Regions from separate parts of the Mus musculus genome. Here all the other regions are linked to region 2. Evidence: chromatin contacts called from public HiChIP or PLAC-seq and promoter capture Hi-C data. All regions are on one chromosome and are shown on one strand. The core of a region is the stretch at or near the end of the contact, and the rest is flanking DNA. Distances in the headings are between cores, read along the strand shown.

What was found. HiChIP or PLAC-seq counts read pairs in DNA pulled down with a chosen protein or histone mark. Capture Hi-C pulls out chosen DNA fragments and counts their contacts.
Region 1: a contact with region 2 is called in an HNF4G HiChIP or PLAC-seq map of pancreatic cancer cells. The contact joins the promoter of Smpd5 here to the promoter of Cyhr1 in region 2. A contact is called at or near these places in 2 of 39 promoter capture datasets (liver and pre-B cells) and 3 of 115 datasets of contacts at active chromatin or transcription factors (embryonic stem cells, microglia and pancreatic cancer cells).
Region 3: a contact with region 2 is called in a promoter capture Hi-C map of liver. The contact joins the promoter of Cyc1 here to the promoter of Cyhr1 in region 2. A contact is called at or near these places in 4 of 39 promoter capture datasets (erythroid cells, fetal liver and liver), 5 of 484 Hi-C or Micro-C datasets (B cells, embryonic stem cells, erythroblasts and 2 more), 5 of 115 datasets of contacts at active chromatin or transcription factors (the 230-238 cell line, the SCID.adh cell line, bone marrow-derived macrophages and 1 more) and 2 of 9 other capture datasets (adipose tissue and liver).
Region 4: a promoter capture Hi-C map of liver shows a contact between it and region 2. The contact joins the promoter of Hgh1 here to the promoter of Cyhr1 in region 2. A contact is called at or near these places in 13 of 39 promoter capture datasets (the C10 cell line, the SN4741 cell line, cranial neural crest and 8 more), 7 of 484 Hi-C or Micro-C datasets (B cells, embryonic stem cells, erythroblasts and 4 more), 7 of 115 datasets of contacts at active chromatin or transcription factors (the SCID.adh cell line, bone marrow-derived macrophages, embryonic stem cells and 3 more) and 3 of 9 other capture datasets (adipose tissue, liver and pancreatic islet).
Region 5: a FOXA1 HiChIP or PLAC-seq map of pancreatic cancer cells shows a contact between it and region 2. The contact joins the promoter of Grina here to the promoter of Cyhr1 in region 2. A contact is called at or near these places in 2 of 39 promoter capture datasets (cranial neural crest and neural stem cells), 1 of 484 Hi-C or Micro-C datasets (pre-pro-B cells), 4 of 115 datasets of contacts at active chromatin or transcription factors (effector CD8 T cells, pancreatic cancer cells, pro-B cells and 1 more) and 1 of 9 other capture datasets (liver).

Annotation. Positions count from the first base shown.
Region 1 is chr15:76,292,987-76,295,686 of GRCm38.p6, forward strand. It overlaps Smpd5 (sphingomyelin phosphodiesterase 5), which reads left to right and starts at 1,386. Exons shown (of 7, transcript NM_001195537.2): 1 at 1,386-2,305; 2 at 2,404-2,476; 3 at 2,698-2,700. The coding sequence starts at 1,448.
Region 2 is chr15:76,655,530-76,658,229 of GRCm38.p6, forward strand. It overlaps Cyhr1 (cysteine and histidine rich 1), which reads right to left and starts at 1,365. Exons shown (of 4, transcript NM_001357882.1): 1 at 831-1,365. The coding sequence starts at 1,187.
Region 3 is chr15:76,342,107-76,344,806 of GRCm38.p6, forward strand. Cyc1 (cytochrome c-1) reads left to right here and starts at 1,417. Exons shown (of 7, transcript NM_025567.3): 1 at 1,417-1,586; 2 at 2,196-2,392; 3 at 2,476-2,602. The coding sequence starts at 1,458.
Region 4 is chr15:76,367,614-76,370,313 of GRCm38.p6, forward strand. Hgh1 (HGH1 homolog) reads left to right here and starts at 1,285. Exons shown (of 6, transcript NM_021555.2): 1 at 1,285-1,956; 2 at 2,039-2,139; 3 at 2,243-2,341; 4 at 2,549-2,640. The coding sequence starts at 1,343.
Region 5 is chr15:76,245,496-76,248,195 of GRCm38.p6, forward strand. It overlaps Grina (glutamate receptor, ionotropic, N-methyl D-aspartate-associated protein 1 (glutamate binding)), which reads left to right and starts at 1,312. Exons shown (of 7, transcript NM_023168.3): 1 at 1,312-1,405; 2 at 2,356-2,682. The coding sequence starts at 2,379. Mir6953 (microRNA 6953) reads left to right here and starts at 2,696; the gene lies at 2,696-2,700.

The sequences.
Region 1 (2,700 bases), core at 136-2,635, 360 kb before region 2:
GACCAGAGCTGACCAGAGAATGAAAAACATGGGTTGGGGGGGATAGGGCGAGGGATTGTGGGAGGGGGGACCAGGAGCAGGGGGCATCTATGGGGATGTAAAATGAATAAATAAATGAAAAAAAAGGAACATGGGTTGGAAAAATTGGGGCCCTTGTGGGAGGGGGGTATTGAAATCAATGGGTAGGCTGAGATTGGAAACATCGTGGTGTTTCTAGAAGAGTGGAGACCAAAATGGGGTTGGTTCATGAGAAGGGCAGTGTGGAAAAGCCTGGAGTAGTTTCTGGCTTGCCTGAAGTTGCAGGCGCTAGGGCAGTGACAAGGCAGAAAGGAATAAAAGAACTAGGGACTTAGAAAACCAGTTCTTGCCAGTCAAGGAACAGCAGAGCCTTGGGGGGGGGGGGGCGGATTCAAACAGGAATCTATCAGTACCAATACAACTTCCGGTTAGAAAGAGGCATGGTTCTCCAGCTGGGATACCTCGCCCCACCCCCACCCCCACCCCCACCTGCCCTGCAGAGTTCAATGCCTTCTGCCCAGACTGCCCAGCTCATCAACAGTTGCCTTCATCCAAAGTCTCCAGGACTATCCTGGCAAGCCGGCTGAAGATCGCCAGCCAAGACAAACCTGATGGGTTACTTAAGAGACACTGATGGTCGATGTCAGGGTGTTTGCTGGCTCACAGCTGGAGTTAAGGAGTCAGACTTCCAAGGGGAGCCAAGAAAAGTCTGTGAAAGCCCAAGGGATCATTGTCAAGAAACTAAAGTCAAGAGGGGCGGTGCTGGTACATGTCTTTAATCCCAGCAATCCGGAGGCAGAGGCAGGCAGATCTCTGTGAGTTCGAGGCCAGCCTGGTCTACAGAGCAAGTTCCAGGACAGCCAGAGTCACAGAGAAACCCTGCCCCGAGAAACAAAACAAAACAAACAAAAATAAAACACAGAATTAAAAGAACTTAAGTCTGTTACAGGGCTCATAGAATGGAGGATTTCCTTTTACCTGTCTGGGCAAGCTGCCTCAGGTGTAGAACTAACGGTCCCTCCCCGGGTTTGAAGTCTCAGCCTCTGCAAGCCATCGGTGCTGAGTCTCTGCACTAAGCCAGGCACCGGATTGAGAGGCTGTGGTGAACCTACCTGGCTGTGAGTAGTCAGGCTGTAAAGTGTATTGGAGGGGTGGGGGAGGGGAGAGTAGGCAGGGCCCTAAGTTTTTCTCCGAAGCACTAAGTGGACCCCCGCAAGTACAAGGAGGAAATAGGGCAGGGCTGTAAAGCTCGGATTTCTTTTACGGGTTTTTTTTTTTTTTTAAATTGTTGTTCGTTTCCAACCGCCACAGAAGTTCTGAGTGGGTGGGGCCAGTGGCCAGCACTCAGGCTCGCGGGACGTCCGGGCATTACTAGCGGCGCGCACAGGTTGTGCCACCTGGTCTTGACCTCCGCCGCCGCTGGAAACCAATGAGTCTCCCTGACATTTCGCGGCGAAGGAGCCCAGTGCCCCAAGAGGACTGGCCCCTGACACCCAACGCCCTGAGGCCTTCACCTTTCCCGAACCCAGTGCTGCAAGCCCTCTACAGTTTATCCCGCGTGCTGCTTTTCCCGACTTACTGGTCCCTGGACCAGTTGCTGGGCTGCTGGGCACCAAGCGTCCGATCCAAAAGCTTGGGGTGGTTCAAAGTCCTGGCAGGAAGTGGGGTGTTGCTACCACTGGTGGTGGTCGGCCTACCCTTAGCGTTGGTCGGCCTTGCGCTCTGGCTGCCCCTCCAGGTCTGGCGCCGCCCCTTCTGCTATCAGCCCCCTCCGGCATGCTGGGTGTGGCCACAGCCCTGGCATCCGCCTGCTGAGCGCCGGCGCTGCTTTGTCTTTCTCACTGCTAATCTGTGCCTATTGCCCCACGGGCTGGCTCATTTTAACAACCTGTCGCACAGCCTGCAGCGCGCCGAGGCTGTAGGGGCCGCACTGCTAGATAGCCTTCAATCGTCACAGTATAGGGTTTCCGAATGCAGTCAGCCGCCGCCTAGGGTGCCTGGTGGTGAGCTGAAGGCCACATTACCTATGGGCTTGGACTTCGTGTGTCTGCAGGAAGTGTTCGACCTCCGCGCAGCTCGTCGTCTTGTGCGTGTCTTGGTACCAAATCTGGGCCCGGTGATATATGATGTGGGCACATTTGGCTTAATGGCTGGGCCGTACATCAAGGTACTGGGCAGTGGGCTTCTACTGGCCTCGCGCTACCCGTTGCTGCGTGCCACCTTCCGTTGCTTTCCTAACGCTCGTCGCGAGGACGCCATGGCCTCCAAAGGTCTACTATCAGTCCAGGTACTAACCCAGGCTGCAGTGAGCCCTAGCGGGGAGAGCGTAAGCAATAGATTTAACCAGGAGAGCAAGAAGACCTGGAACTGTGGGTGGTGTTGCAGGCGCAGCTAGGCATCGTGGACGGGCACCCCATCGTGGGATACCTTCATTGTACACATTTGCATGCACCCGTTGGTGAGCCCTGCAGGAGGGTTTGAAATGTGGGTAGGTAGCCCCTCTTCTCTCCTTCGAAGGCAGTAGGTCCCTTAACCTTACCAACACGTCTGTCCCCACATCCCAATGTTCTCTGCCCCAGACATCCCAAGAAATGCCTTGGGTGGTTTACAGATCAGGACCCACAGGGTGAGGTCTTAGATCCCTACTCTGGGCTAAGCCAACTTCATCTCTCCTCTCAGAGG
Region 2 (2,700 bases), core at 115-2,614:
TTTCAAAGAGGCTGGGAACTGAGGCAGAAAGACCAGGGGAAGGTGGACAGACATTTCCCACTGAACCAGAGGTCTGCTCTCTTTTACCTGGAAGAGGACATGTTAGACCCACACAGACCAGGACTCTGAGACTGACTGGCATGCTGGGTCTTCAAGTGGGAAGGCAGGACAAAGTTCCTGGATACTGGCAACCTTGGAAGCCAGCTTGGTATGGGTGAGGTGGCCCCGAATAGAAATACTGGCTAGGCTGGGGCAGGAGAAAGTACCCTGACAGTAAAGTTTGTTGCGGATTGCTTCCTCCAGATCAGAACTGAGAAGGGATGAGAGGCCCTCCTTTCTTCCAGGTCTTCAGAAGGACACAGGACTGACTCCCCAGGGCACAAAAGAAGATTTACTTAGTTGTTCAGATATGGAAGGACACTTTTGGGGGTGTGGCTGCCAGAATTGGAGCCCTGTCTCCAGGAAAGAAGTTTCTTCACCCAGGGGTCTAGAAGTGAGGGACAGTATTGATGAGCAGTAGAAAAGGGTGGGTACCTGTTCACAGATCTCTACATGGTCAGCTGAAAAGAATGTGGAATCTATCAAGGAGGCACCCTGGAGGAACCAGAAGGTGAAGAGATCTACGGAGGAGAATGGAAATTCAGACTGGGGAGTAAAGGGTACCATCGAACACAGAAAATGAGATTCAGAGCAAGAAAGGATAAGGAGCCTCGAGAGACAGGAGCGGGGTTTCGTAGACCTGGAAGGTGGATGTTTGGATAGGAAGGATTCCCGGCCACCGGCCACAGGCCTCCAGGCAACGCGGCGCCGGGCCGGGCCGGCGGCCCTACCTGGTACACGGAAGCCTTGGGCAGGTCCAGGCACACGGTGCAGCACAGCACCGAGTAGAGACGCTCCTCCAGCTTTCCACTGCCCGCTGCCACTGCCGCCGCCGCCGCCTCGGCTGCCTCGGCCGCCCGCAGCCGCTTCTTGGGCGGCGCGTCGGGGTCGCCGGCCGCCTCTTGCAGCTGCCGAGCGCCGGCCAGGGCCGCCTCGTCCGGGATCCCGGGCCCCGCCGCCTCGCCCAGAGCCGCCGCAGCCGGCCCCGCGGCAGCCCCAGGCCCGGCCCCTACCCCGACCCCGGCCGGCACGGCACCCGCGGGCCCTGCAGCCGGGCCACCCCCGCCGGCCTCCTCGGCGCCGGACATCACGGCCGGCCGGCCCGGCGGGCGGGTGCCGGCGCGCTCGCCGGCTGGAAGTTAGGGTCGCCGCGCGCCCTTGCCGGCTTCTCACTGCCGCGGCGACCCCGCAGCCTGCCCACCGTGCAGCTGCCTCAGTGGGCCTGGCCCGCCCGTCGGCCCGCAGCCGCCCCGGCCACCAACCCCGGCGCGGCCGCCATCTTTGTTTTCGCTGCGGACCCCCCCCCCACGCCACCGCCCCCTCGCCCTCCTGATCACGTGGGCCTCGCGCAAGCCAATGGAAGCGCCGCGAGGGCCAAGACGACGCGGCGGCCACCTCCAATGGACGAGCGAGGACGCCAGAGAGCCCACCCACCCTCGAAGGTGAACAGAAGGGGGTGGGGTCCAGGAGGGGATCCGGAGAAGGGCGGGGGGTGGGGGGATTTGGGGAGTCCGCCCTTGGAGAGGTACCATCAGCTTCGGGGTCTGGAGAGGCCCCCAGACTTCAGACTCCTCGAGAGTGCAAAGCGCCCCTAAGCCTCCCATGTCGCGCTCGCGCGCGGGGGGTGGGGGGGGATGCCTGTGCCAATGTGTACAGAAATTCGGGCTTGTGTGTGCAAGGCTCTGGCCTAGCTGACCGGAGTATTAGAGCAGGATCTTGAAAAACGCACCTACCACCACTCTTGCGCGACGGTATAAAGGTCAACAAGATGCAAGTACAGGAACAGCGAAGGATTATTGGGTTCACTCCCTAACCCACCTCTTTCGTCCCAACCTCAGAGTTGGAGAAAGAAAGAGTTGGAGTAGAAGAAAGAAAGAGTTGGAATAGAAGAAAGAGGGGGTTTTAAGTTATAAGGTATGTCTTGCACAGACAAGAGGGTGTCAAACAGGTAGTAATCAAGTCAGTCCAGAGAGATGTGCAATTTCTGGGAATCGCTGAGGGTATAGCACTCTTCTGCCCTTTATGAAAACAGCCATCAGTTTGTGAAGGTCATTGCCCCAGAGGGCCACCTGCCAGGTCCACCAAGGATATATGCAAATTTACTGTGTCCCAGGAAACCAAGGCCCAAAACTCTCTTCTCACGGGAAGTTGGTTTTTTTTTTTCTCTTTTCTTTTTTAAAAATGTTTTTCTTTCTTCTTTTTCTTTTCTTTCTTTCTTTTTTTGATACAGGGTCTCACTATATGTTGCACTGGCCATTCTGGAACTCACTATGTAGGCCAGCCTGGCCACCCACAACTCACAGAGATCTGCTTGTCTCTGCCTCCCAACTGGAATTAAAGACCTGCACCACCATGCCTGGCACTCTGGGGGTTCTCTTGGCAAGTCTACCAGGATGCCAAAGTGAATAATACCTTCTGCTACTTACAGCCCATCCCCCACTCCTTTACTCAGGGAAATCACCTTACAGGCCTTAGGAAGCTAGCTCAAGAATAAACAAATTCCATACTCCTGTATATTCCTTACGTTTATTGGAAATCAGGTCTCTGACTCACAACCATGTTCCTCCCAGGCCCCAAGTGTCCTGAAGACCTGTTGTTAGC
Region 3 (2,700 bases), core at 167-2,666, 310 kb before region 2:
GGGCTGAACAGTCATGTATTTTACACACCCCATGGGGAGTTGTGAAACAATGCCCCTTGTCACATGCCTCTCCTGCTTCATCTCGACCTGCCATGGTGGGAACTCTCACTGCGCCGCTGATTCCAGGCCAGGCTTCAGCCATCACAGAGATTTGTCGTGGCACACTGAGTGTGACGCTCTTCACAGGTACACAAACTGCTCGCTTGTCTCCTGAGCCAGCAGTCAGCTCTCACCTGCCTTGGAAGAACCTTGTCATCACCCCACCACCACCCAAATCCCTGTACCCCTCATACTGGCAGAATTAGTCTGCTTTCTGCTTTTGTGTACTCGCCCACTTAGGTGAACGGAATCATATACATGTGGTCTTTTTTTTTTTTTTGGCTTTTTCGAGACAGTTTCTCTGTATAGCCCTGAACTCACTTTGTAGACCAGGCTGGCCTCGAACTCAGAAATCTGCCTGCCTCTGCCTCCCAAGTGCTGGGATTAAAGGCTTGAGCCACCACTCTCAGCTTTTTTTTTTTTTTTTTTTTTTTTTTTTTTTTTTTTTGTCTTTTGTGTCTGACTTCTACTTCATATGGTGAGCTCAAGGTTCATGCATGCTGGCACTTCTCCCATGCCTCACATCTCACACTAGAATGAAAAAGTTCACCCATATGGGTGTGCCATGCTTTGTCTATCCACTCACCAGCTGGTAGACATAGACGGGTTGTTTCTGTCTTGAGCTACTGAGAATAGTTTTGATGGGGGCTGGAGAAGTGGTTCAGTGGTTAAGAACACTGTCTGCTAAGTACAGAGGTCCTGAGTTCAATTCCCAGCAACCACATGGTGGCTCACAACCCTCTGTAATGGGATCTGATGCCCTCTTCTGGTGTGTCTGACAGCTACAGTGTCAGTGTCAATGTAGATTTTAAAAAAGGGCAGCACCAAGTGCCACAGTGATCAGTCCCTTACATCCAGAGGGAGCTGCAGCTTATCTTTGTAATGGACGGGTACCCCCACTTAGATATGCTCTCATTAAGAAAATTGAATTATGGACTTTATATGAGGGTTTAAAAGAAAGTTAGTCAGGGGAAGTTTCTATGCTGGGTCGCCTGTGGAGCAGGGGAGAGCTGCTGTTAATCCCACACAGGCCATGGATGAGCAAGCTCTCAGAAGACTATCCAGTGGCTCAACTGGAGGGCGTGATTCGCGGGGCCGAGGTGAAGGAACTGGGGATATAGTAGAGAAGCCAGAAAAACAAACAAACAAACAAAGCAGATGTTGTCATTGTAATTAGAGTTGCGGCCAGGCTCAACCCGGACTAGAGGAGCCGGGCAAGGGACAGTCCTGGTCCACTGATGGACAGCTCCCTACCCAGCTCCGCCTAGGTCCGCCCACTGTGTTGCTCTCGCGTGGTCTGAGCTCTCGTCGGCCCGCAGGGGCCGACGGGAACGGCGGCCGCACTAAAGGGGGCCGACATGGCGGCGGCGGCGGCTTCGCTTCGCCGGACGGTACTGGGCCCGCGGGGCGTGGGGCTTCCAGGTGCAAGTGCTCCGGGTCTGCTGGGCGGCGCGCGGTCCCGGCAGCTTCCATTGCGGACACCGCAGGTGAGTCCTGGCGCGGGCCCCGACCATCGCGCGCCCCTCAGCCCTGAAGGTCACGGCGGGGAGGCTCCGGGCGCGCGCCGGCATCGGTCTCCTGCGTTCCTCCTACAACTCGACGGGGTCCCCGCCGCCGGGCCGGCACACCCAGAAAGCCGGTCTGGGTGCCCACGCCTTGGAGTGGCAGGGCATTGTTGCTCTGAGCCCAGGGTCCCACTGTGATGGGGTCGGGACGGGAGATTGCAGCGAAGGGCTCGCCCGGAGCGACTGCCGAAGCCGGCTGTCCGGACCTGGCGGATACCCTGCAGTGACCCCAGCCTGACCTCAGCGGCCTGCAGGTGACCTTGGTCCGCTGCAGTACTCTGGGTCACTTAGGCTTGTCTCCTGGGTTAAGTTCCACGAGCATTCTCCATTTGCCCTCCAGAGCCGAGCCGTGGCCGAGGAGTTGGCTGCAGTAAGGGATCCAGCAGGCATTGGGCACGGTGTGTGCCTTGGGCGCTCTGCGTGCGGTGGTGGCCAGTGCGGGGTGGAGGTGGAGCGGAAGACATGGGCGTTCATTCAGATCCCCAGGTGGGCTGCTGGGGTCTTGGCAGGTGCTGAGCGGGGCTCTTGCAGGCAGTGTCCTTGTCCTCGAAGTCTGGCCCTTCTCGAGGCCGAAAGGTGATGCTGTCAGCGTTGGGCATGCTGGCCGCGGGGGGTGCAGGGCTAGCTGTGGCCCTTCATTCTGCCGTGAGTGCCAGTGACCTGGAGCTGCACCCCCCCAGCTACCCATGGTCTCATCGTGGCCTCCTCTCCTCCTTGGACCACACCAGGTGGGTGTGTTGCGGCGGGGCTGGGGGTGGAAGTTCCCGGGTGAATTCGAATCTTCAGTTCCTCTAATTCTTTATCTCTTTAGCATTCGGAGGGGTTTCCAGGTATACAAGCAGGTGTGCTCTTCCTGCCACAGCATGGATTATGTGGCGTACCGCCACCTGGTGGGAGTGTGCTACACGGAGGAAGAAGCCAAGGCGCTGGCTGAGGAGGTTCGGAGGGTGGGGGGGTGGGCACGAAAGAAGGTGGAGGATACAGGGATTGTGGTTTCAACTGTGAGGGACTAAAAGGTTGTGATGGGGTTCTTGGT
Region 4 (2,700 bases), core at 35-2,534, 290 kb before region 2:
TTGTGTCAAGTTAACAAAGTTAACTTTGTTTAAGAGAAAAATCTTTTGAGACCAGCTCATTTTATAGCTCAGGCTGGCCTCAAACTTACACTGACCTTCCTGCCTCAGCCTCCTCAGTTGTGAGATTAGACAGTGACACGTTTATAAAAAGATAAGGAGCCGGGCAGTGGTGGCGCACGCCTTTGGTCCTACCACTTGGGAGGCAGAGGCAGGTGGATTTCTGAGTTTGAGGCCAGCCTGGTCTACAGAGTGAGTTCCAGGACAGCCAGCACTGTCTCCAAAACAAAACAAAACAGAGGCAAGGGAGCCTTTTCTTAGAAACTCACTAGCTGCTGTCAACAGCTGGGAAATCTGGACAGTTGGCCCTACACAGACCTAACCACTTTGCCATTGTAGCCGGAAGGATCCCAGTCAGTATCTAAGGTTGCATAGGATCTGGAACCGTGGCGGTTCCTGGCTATCTCCTACAAAAACCTGACAAGGACCAGCCCTGGAAAAACCCCTAACTCAAGATTTCTAATTTGAGAGAGCAAGGACCCCAGGCAGCTAATTGCTAATACAGGCACAAGAAGCACCAAATGGGATACTTTCCCAGAACAGATCCTAGTACTGAAATTATCTTCTGCTAGGGATTACGTAGCTAAGAAGGCCAGTGTCCTCCCATCTGTGCTAACAAATGTGCCGGTGGAAGGTAATATGGAGCCACTGAGAAGCAAAGAAACGCAGCGAGGTATGGAAGACAGAAACCGAACAGTGCTCTAAAGAGCTGGCAGGGGCGTCTGTCACCAGGTGCCCCCAAACCTGCAAACTATAGATTCATTTATTAGTTCCCTTTGCCCAAGCCTGCTTGACTCAGACTTCTGTCACTGAAGAGGACCTAACAAATGCACTAGAAAAAAAAATTTAGCCCCTCTGCAAAGTCAGAGACTGATCCAAAGCTGCCTTTTCATCGCAGAGTCCTGCACCCTCCGGTTCCTGGATGTCTGAAACCAGGTTTAAAAGGTGGCAGCAAACACTCTGGACACCAGGATCACCGGCTGCCGAGCTTCGCTTCAAATTATGCGTGCTGGTCGCGTGGTTCTGACTCCTGGCAAAGCAAACACGCAATAGGCAGCCGGAAAAGTCCTTGCAAGGATCTGGTGGTGGTGGTGATGATGATGGGAAGGGGGGGAGGGTGCATCTGCACCAGCTTAAGGGGTGCCTAATACTGTGGCCCACAATGCCTCGCGCTGAAACCGGCCCCGCCCCCTTCAGCCAGGTTCTCAGCCTCGGAAGGGTTTTAACGACTTCCGCTTTTCCGGCGGTGGCCCCGGCACGAGAAGTGACTGAGACTGCTGGCGGCATGCGGGGACCGGGAGTAGGTTCGGGGTTCTCTGGTGAGCGAGGGTTGCTAGAGCAGGAGGCTGGCGCGGACACGGAGGCGGTGGAACTGCTGCCCTTCCTGGTGCTCGGAGCGCGAGCCGACCTGCAGGCGGCCGCGGCGCAGCACGTGCTGGCGCTGACTGGTGCGGGCTCGGGCCGCACGCTGTTGGCCGGACAGCCAGAGTTGTTGCGGGCCTTGGTCGACCTTGCGGTGGCCCCGGCCCCAGCTCCTTCCCGCGATGCCTCCCGCGCGCTCGTGAACTTGGCTGCTGATCCCAATGTGCACTGGCAGCTGCTGGCGGCTGACCCGGAGCTGCCCGCCCGCCTGCTGCGCTGCGTGTTGGACCCTCAGTGGCCCTGGGCTGAAGAGGCGGCTGCAGTGCTGGCCAACCTGAGTCGCGAGCCGGCTCCGTGTGCTGCGTTAATGGAGAAGCTGATGGCCGCTGAGCCGGAGCGGTTGGGTCTGGAGCGACTTGTCAACGCGCTGTGCACGCCGAGCTACAACGCGGCCGCACCCCTGCATTACCTGGGGCCGCTGCTCTCCAACCTTAGCCAGCAGGCGGAGGTGCGTGCTTTTCTCCTGGACCCAGACAGGTGAAACCCAGTCGCCTGCGCGGGCGGGAAGGTGGGGAAGTGGAAGTGAACAAGGACAGCAGTGAATATCTTCTTTCAACAGGTGCGTGGTCCAACGGCTGCTGCCTCTTACCCAGTACACAGATTCTTCGGTGCGCAGGGGCGGGGTGGTGGGAACACTTCGGAATTGCTGTTTTGAGCATCGTGAGTGACAAGGAGGGGGTGGTGCCATTGCCAAGGTGGGGATTGGACCCTAGGGAACCCAACGGACCATTATTCTGATCTCCTTCCTTGTCCGCACCTCCAGGACATCACAAGTGGTTACTTGGGGCCCAAGTCGACATTCTCCCCTTTTTGCTACTGCCCTTGGCTGGGCCTGAAGAGTTTTCCGAGGAAGAAATGGACCGTGAGTGACTTGGGTGGTTGCCTCAGGGCTGTCTGGTGCTAGAGGGAAGACTACAAGAGGGAGATGGAGAGGTGTGCAGGTCTGGAGTCCCTCAGTCCGGCAGCCTTTAAGGAGGGGGTCGTTACAGACACACACAAGGCTCACCCAGGCAGAGCAGGGCTTGGGTGTTCAGCACAGGGACCAATAGTCTCCCACCCTCACTCCTAGAGCTGCCTGTTGACCTGCAGTACTTGTCACCAGACAAGCAACGGGAGCCGGACGCTGACATCCGGAAGATGCTCATCGAAGCCGTCATGCTGGTGAGCAGGGGCCTGGGGTGTTAGTGCCTCTCCACAAGTCCGTATTGGCATCCGAGTAAC
Region 5 (2,700 bases), core at 62-2,561, 410 kb before region 2:
CACCTCGAGTCCTTGCCTTGACCTGACAGAAATTCCAGAACTGTGACCTGGAATCGTGAGCCACATGCAACCTTCTTCCCCGGTGCTGCTTTTTAAAAATCAGGGTGTTCTTTACAGCAACAGAACACATCTAGACTTTGTTGGTAAGCATGGCGGGCACGTTTAGCCCAGGAACATGTGCAGAAGCTATGGGCCAAGGACACATCTACACTAGGTCCAGCTGTTAAGCAGCACTATATGGATACAGGAGAGGACCCTTTCCCAAGCTTACTATACGGTCTCAGAGTGGCCATACACCAAGAACCAGGAGAGAACCGGATGTCCTCAAGACACTGAGGACCAGGAGACCACCCAAGGGAAAATTTCCTCAAGAAGCACTCCCCTTCCCTTCTCCCCGCCCCACCCCCCAGAAGTGAAGCAGGGAGTTGGCCTCACCCTCTATGTCCTGACAAGATTATTTTGAGGATCTGAGGTTAAGTGACAAGAGTATGGAGAGAATGGGACAATTAAACGATTAAGTCTCTTGATCTGGACTAGGTGTGGATAAAATGAATGTTGTGGCTTTTGTTGTTGTTTGTCAGGACAGGGTCTCACTATGCAGTGCTGGCTTGGCTGTCCTGGAACTCGCTCTGTAGATCAGGCTGGCCTCAAACTCAAGAGATCCACCCGCCTCTGCCTCAAGGCATGTGCCACTACCACCCAGCTGTGAATGCTGTGTCTTAAAGCAAGCAAGTGTCTGGGTGTCGTGGTTCGTGTTGTAAGTGTAGTTGGAAAGCTAAGGCAGGAGGACTGCCCCATGTCTGAGGTAAGCCTGTGTTGCATAGTGAGTTCCAAGCCAGCTGTGGTTACTGACTGAGACCTTGTCTCAAAATGAAAGGCCAAGAAGGACTCTCCAAGAGTCCTTGGAGGCTTCAGTAAATCCTGGATTTAGGAATCGATATTGAATTCATCAATAGAGAGCTACATAAGCTAAAGAGAGTCTTGCCTCCCGAAGTCGTTAGCACCCACGCCAGAACCCAACCATCTCTGATCAGAAAGCGCAGGGCTTCAGGACTCTGACTTAGGACGCCTACAGACAATAGCAGACTGCCTAGGCAAGCTGGACCAAGCAGTTTCTGTAGGCTCAGAAGCTCCGGGACAGGTGACAACATTCGCCTTACATCAAGGCCCCGCCCCGCCCCGCCCCGCCCAAGACCCCACCCCACCACAAGGCCCCGCCCCATCACAAGGCCCCGCCCCATCATAAGGCCCGCCCAGTCACAAGGCTCTTCTGCGTCTCCCCAGCGGCAGGCGCAGGCCCAAGCAATCCGGCCGCCCAGCGGGTGCAGGTGCGGACGCACCGGCCATCACCGCGCGCGGCTGCGCAGCGGGCACCGTAAGCACCGGTCTCTGGCTCCCGGGAGCGGTGAGTCCCCCCCGACCAATCCCAAGAGTGTACCGCCGCCGTAGCCCCCCTGTCAGTCGGCCGTCCCTTCCCTGTGTTACTGAGCGCGACCGCCTCGGGTCAGTTGGTTCGGTCAGGACTCGCGGCCCGCTCACCCAGACTGGTGGCATCATTGGGGGTGGGGAGCTCTGGCGGCCCTGAGCAAGAGGGAGAGGGCGGCGCTCTGTAGCGGCCCAGACCCGAAGCCCAGCGACCCCCAACCCGACAAGACGACCAATCCACCCTCGGGGCGCATTCTGTGGCCACCGCCCCCTCCTCCGTCGTCCCCATCCCTGCTTTGTTCCCTTGAACGCCCTCTGGTCGCTTCCATCCCCCACACACCCCCGCACCCCTCTGTTCCTGGCGTACCCTACTAGCAGACACCTTAGCAGCCAATACAGGCCTGCATTCAGTACCCGGAGCTAGGGACATTCAGCCCTGTGCTTAAGAGGAGGGTCAGGGTTCCCGCTGGTCACAGATGGCCTGGGGATTTCCTCGGATAGAAATAGCCGCTAGCGCTGGCCCCTTCAAGCTGCTTAATAGGAGGGATAGGACGGGGAGAGCCAGGGCACACCCCCACACCTCTTTAGCCACTGCGCTGTGCCTCTAGACTCTTCGTTGCTGAGCTCTGACCCGAAAGACCCGCAGCGGTGAGAAGGCATCTCCCAAGCTCCAAGCTGAGGCTGACAGCCATCACTCTTCCTCCCATCCCCCACCCCAGGTCGAGCTAGAGGAGCCCCTTCCAAGGGGTCCACATCGGTCTCCCGTGCCCCACCCAACGCCTCCTTGTTCTGTGACTCCCTACAGCCCTGTACAAAGGTCATGGCCAGTTGTTTTTGTTGTTGTTGTTGTTTTCTTCCTTGGTCCGCAGCAGGTATGGCTGTCACTGGTTTCAGTCTCTCAGAGCTAACTGTTCTCTCTTTCTCCTCTAGGGGCAGCCACAGAACCCGAGGCCATGTCCCATGAAAAGAGTTTCTTGGTGTCTGGGGACAGTTATCCTCCCCAAAACATTGTGGGGCCCCAAGCCCCTATGCCTCCCTATGTTCAGGCTCCCTACCCTGGGGCCCCATACCCACAGGCCCCTTTCCAGCCCTCTCCCTATGGTCAGCCAGGATATCCCCATGGTCCCAGCCCCTATCCACAGGGTGGTTACCCTCAAGGGCCCTACCCTCAAGGAGGCTACCCACAGGGGCCATACCCACAGAGCCCCTTCCCGCCCAACCCCTATGGACAGCCACCACCCTTCCAGGACCCTGGCTGTAAGTGTAGGGAAGGGT